2 separate regions of the Arachis hypogaea genome follow, and region 2 is linked to region 1. The links are chromatin contacts, called in public Hi-C maps. All regions are on one chromosome and are shown on one strand. The core of a region is the stretch at or near the end of the contact, and the rest is flanking DNA. Distances in the headings are between cores, read along the strand shown. Region 1 overlaps LOC112710169 (disease resistance protein RML1B). Region 2 holds the start of LOC112710175.

Evidence for each region. Hi-C and Micro-C count contacts between places; a contact is called where the count stands out from the background.
Region 2: a contact with region 1 is called in a Hi-C map of leaf, with 3 times the contacts expected there. The contact joins the promoter of LOC112710175 here to the enhancer-like site in region 1. A contact is called at or near these places in 2 of 8 Hi-C or Micro-C datasets (leaf and an unstated tissue).

Annotation. Positions count from the first base shown.
Region 1 is chr9:7,182,214-7,184,913 of arahy.Tifrunner.gnm2.J5K5, forward strand. LOC112710169 (disease resistance protein RML1B) reads right to left here. Exons shown (of 9, transcript XR_011865311.1): 8 at 2,586-2,700; 9 at 1,100-1,789. Among protein-coding and RNA genes, the nearest start is that of LOC112710169, 11 kb to the right of the region's middle. Within about 2 kb of position 1,353, at least 3 of the 3 cell types and tissues checked have open chromatin away from gene starts, as enhancers often do.
Region 2 is chr9:7,288,245-7,290,944 of arahy.Tifrunner.gnm2.J5K5, forward strand. LOC112710175 reads right to left here and starts at 1,285. Exons shown (of 3, transcript XR_003156737.3): 1 at 328-1,285.

The DNA of each region.
Region 1 (2,700 bases), core at 103-2,602:
CTTTGTTGTTCTTGTTGTTTAATTATTTTGTTGGATAATCCTGATGAACGAGTTGAACTAGAAATTTTATTTTTAGAAGCAAGGTAGCTGACATTGTATATTTAGAGATGGGGAATTTTGGTGGTCCCTTTTGGGTGCTGCAATCCCTTTGGTTGTTGCAGGACAAGCTTTTAGGGTGAAGAAGAGGAATGCAGAGGAGCAGAGGCTGAAGAGCACGAGGGGAATCTGACCTTGATGCGTGTGCTGACGCTTGCGCTCGCACTGTTTGTGTTAACCAGCATCAGCTACCTAATTGGAATGACATATGCCTTAGGAGGTGCCAGAGTGAATGCCTGAAACTCTTATCTCAATCTTCCTAACTGATGGTTTGTCAGATTTAGTGCAATGAAAAAGTTTGTACATTGCATGTTTTTGTTTCATCATTTTAACTCTATAATCCCAGTTTTCTTGGGCAACCCTATAGAAATGCAAAATGGGAAATTAGTCAACTAGATCATAGTTCATTTATGATCAAATGCTTGTTTCTTTTGCTGCTCTATCTGTAATTTCTGATGGCATTCACACACGTTCAATGTTGCAGCATTATGTTATGATTGGCAACAAAGCAATTGTGTGTTTGTTTCTGTTTTTATAACTAAATGAGTTTCTGTATCATTTGTTTTTGTATTTCTGTCTCTAATAGTGTCCAAATGCAACTAAATCTGCATTCTTTTTTGTCTTTCACCTCTCTAAAAACTATCCAGCAATTGATGGCAGAAACCTTCTTTAACTGAAGACCAAGTAACTGTAAGAAGCTAAGATCAATAACAAGAAAAATACACCCAAAACCTAGAAAATAAGGACAACTTTACAAAAGAAACATGTCTTGTAAAATAAAAAAATTGAAATTTGAAAGTAACAATCCAACAGTTTTACTTAAGGCTTAAGAGTTCATCTATATCAAAGGTTTTTATAATTTGGAAGTGTATATTATTATTCTTTAATTAATAATATCACTTATCTATTATATTCTTATGAAATTATCCTCACAATGAAAAGCTTCGTCTATCATTATAGAAAATAAAATAACAAAAATAGAAAAAAATAGAAAAATCACACAATAAAAAAGTGACAATATCACTTTCTTTATCATTTTTGGACATATAAATTAGACATGTCCATATCCTTAGAGATTACGTATAGGGACATATTCATGATAAGTGTGAAGAATAAATTCCATGCTTTGTCATGATAGAAGCAAAATACCATGGAGTATGAAACTAGAACATTCAATTCCATAACACACTCATAAGCAAAGTAGAAGACATATAAGGCCATACAGATTACAGGAGTCCACCCACCATGACCCAAAAACAATAAACAAACAGCACAGCCTAGCTCTGTAAATCCAATTGGCCATCTCTCAAATTGGCCCCTTATATTGAATAAAAAAATAAAAAATTAGGCCCGTTATTCACTGTTTCCATTAGCCGGCTCCCCCCTCCAACCAACAAGGCAGACAAGCTTGCAGAGCTCTGCCAAACCTGTTTCCAGCAACCAACGGCTTCCCACTGTCAACATATCCTTTGATTTGTATGCACAGATCTGTACCGTATAACTGGCCTCAAATTATTAAAGTAGTTCCCTCAACATTTCCAAAGTATTTCAATTTTGTCCATCTAATTAAATTGTCAACCATTATTCAGCTCTCTCTTTCCAAATTTGACAGTGTCCTATCCACACACCATTGCCACCGCCACCACCACCATTGTGCGGTGGCGTGCACTTCTAGATAAAGCCAAGAGCAAATCTGGAGGGGGAAAAAGGTTAGAAAAGAAAAAAATTATACAAACATTTAAATAAATCACTAAACTTTCATGTGACTAACCTGAAATAAATAGTACCAAAAATAATTAATTTAATGATTTAGTTAAAAGATTTCTAAGGACAATAATATACTCTTTAAAATTTTTTATATATTCAATACATTAAAAATATCAAAAACTTCTCAACAGAAATCAAATATATGAAAAGCTTAAAATAGGTCCTTTTAAGTTATGTTTGGTTGGAGAAAAAATGGAAGAAAAATAGAAGGAATGAAAGAAAAATTGCAGATTTTTATGTGTAATTTATGAAGGGTGTTATACAACTTCTCTTCCTTTCCTTCTATTTTTCTTTCACTTATCTCCTATTTAGTAAGCATACAATTGTGATCCATAAGATAAAATTAAAAATAATAATATTATCATTAAGCATCAAATTTTTTTATTTTAGATTCATAAAACAGATAGAAATGTAATTCATTTAACTTTTTCTTAAACCAAATTATAGTATAATCCAAATGCACGATTACCCCCCCCCCCTTCCTTATAAAACATAGTAACGAACATATTTGGTTCAAAAAAACTTTTGTTTTTTCAATTTCAATTATGAAAAATCTAACAGTTTTATACCTTTTATTCTCATTTGTAAGATTTTGTCAAGGAATTCATGAAAGCAAGATTTTCTTTATGGAATTAGTCAATTAGAAATTAGCCTAAGGTAACAAGAGAAAGCAAGGTAAACATGAATGATAAAAATTCAAGAGAAAAAAAAAGACACTGTACACGAGTTTTAGCTGGGGCCCGGGAGCTTTCAACTCCAACCTCATGGTTCCATGTGCTATAAAATCCAGTATCCCAATGCCTTGCTTTTCATGTCCAACTCCAAAATAGTAGCGTC
Region 2 (2,700 bases), core at 35-2,534, 110 kb after region 1:
CCTGGAGGACATTGAAGTTGAAAATAGACCACAGATTCATTGGTCATATATGTCAACGTGTGGACTAAGCTAGCGCGTCGGATCCACGTGCAGCTACAATTCCCACGCACGATCTCGACGACAAGACCGTACCATAGGAATTGTTGACATATGCTATACCCTTAATGATGAAGAAAAAACATATCTGCTAATAGTAATAGAAGAAATCGGTAGGTTCAATCATAATCATATACATGGTAATATTGACATCCACAAAATAGAACAAAGAGAAATATTAGTATATGTGTAACCATAAAAGAAAGAAAAAAACAGAGAGCAAAAAAATACCGGTACTGCTGCAGCTTTGTCGGAGACAGATTGATCATCAAGATCATCAGATCCAAGTGGTGCGATAGTTCCAGTGCTCTTGAGGTCGTCGTTAACGACCATAACTGAATGATTCTGCGGTTGAAGGGTGAATACGAAGGGTACCAAAAAAAGTAGTACCGCTGTGAAGAGTAAACCGGCCGATACAAGCATCAAGTAGTGAACCACGTGGTTCACACGCGGACCTGCAACTGCCTCCAGCTCGGACGCGTTCTCAGCGACTTGCAGCGGTGAATCGACGCGCTCCAAGCGCTGCGGAGGAGGAGGAGAGGGTGAAGGATTTTTCTCAGGGAAGAGGAAGATACGCTTGACGTCGTCGGGTATGTTCGGATCGAACTCCCGCATCAGGTTGCGGAGGTCTCTGTCGTTGGTGACGCTGACGAGGGTTTCTAGGCCGTACCCTGGGATCTGGTACTCGAAGTAGGCCACGTCGGCAGTGCCGCTGTTGTCGGCGAGCTCGGCGATCAAGTCATTGAAATTGATGCTGCTGCGAACGCGGAGTTTCTTGTTTTTGCCGCCTTCGTACATGTGTTGGTTGGTTCCGTCGTGGAACTTGATCTGCCCACCGTAGCTGCATAAGAAAATCACTTCCGTCTCCATTTCTCTTTTATTTTTGTTAATCTCCGTTGAGTGTTGAGTTTCGAAGGTTTCGTTTAGGAAGGGTATATAAAGGCTGTCCGCTGTATCAAGTATCAACTATCAAACAAAAAACCCCGTCAGCAACCCCTTCTCCTCCCCTTTTTACTTTTTATTTTTATCACATTTTATAATTATTTTTGTTATCAATAAATTAAAAAACATGCTTCTGTCTAATCCGGAAGCATTTGGTGCCTTCTAATTGGTGGCTTGCTCCCTTCTAATTTTAATTTAATTTTTTTATTCCGAGATCTTTACTATTTAGTAGTTTTCTCCTTTTTAATTTGAATTTTAATATTTGTTATTCTTTGTTGGTCACCCGATCGAACTCATTGTTCTTCATGTTCACACTAGCAAACGACGCTTGCGAAGCTACAATGAAGGTTCTTAGTTCTTACTTCTCTCAGAGATGGCTAATTTATTCAAAGCTGTTGCTATACCACCTCTGCTCAGTTGCTATTTAGTTTATGAAAGAAGAATTTGAATCCTGTAATTGTTAACATTTATATTTTTTATTTTTTTTAGTTTTTTCTCTTTTAACTTCATTTATATACAATTTTATTAATTGATTGTTGGTTAAAAAAAATTAATTTCTTAACAAATTAAAATTAATATAGAGGGGGAACTGCTATTTCTTACTAACACTACTAGTAATCTAGTATATATGTGTGTGCTCTCCGATCCTCCTTGTACACACATGATAATCACATATTTTACAATCACAACACCAGTCTTTCATTCTTTACCTTCATCTTGCTAATCATTTCTTGCATATGTTGTGCTCTTTGTTTATGTGTGCTAGTCTCTACATAAACTAAGTTTAATTTTTATTTTAGTGTTCCCAAACATAGCTTAACATAATATAATCTATCTTTATTTTCTTAGAAATATTTAAATGGAGAAAAAAAAAAGGTTAGCCAGAGTCCAAAATGAATTGATGATGAAAGGATCCTATTCTGAGTTCTGCATGCATATATCATCTATGTTTTGTCATTCCTTACGTTATAATACCCTAAATTAGATCCCAATAAGTTTTAGCAGGACATTTTAACTTTTAACAAATTTTAATTGTCAAATTAATTTTTTATTTTTTATTTTATTAGATAAATCAATCTTTACATCAAAATTTTAGTAATTCTCATATAAATTTTTTTATATAGACGAATAATCTAATAGAAAAATTTATTTGTCTAACGAAATAAAAGTTTAAAAATTAACTTGATAATTAAAATTTATTGAAGAACAAAATCTCTAGTTTAAAATTTATTAGAAACTGAATTAATTTGAGGTATTCCTCTTTCTTTTATTTATATTCTTTATATATTCTCTAAATGTTTAAGTTAAACTAATTTGATAAATGTTTAAGTCACTAACCAGAATTGGCTTGAATTTAATAAATGGCTCAATTAATAAATAAACCGAAATTGTGTGTGTAAATATATGACTTCTAATAACTGGTCAAAGAGTAGAAGTTTCTTGTACAGTACATATTAATTATTTAAAAAAAAGAAAAAAAAAACAAATGAAGGGTGAGGTCGAACACAAAATTAAATGTCAACAAGTCTAGTCACCAAAAAACAAATGTCAACAAGTCTAATCTAATCCAGCTTTGCATCTAATATAAGAAAACAATAAAACAGAAAAGATGCACAAACTTGCTCTTCTACTGCTATCTTATGTGTGTACAAAAAAAAATTA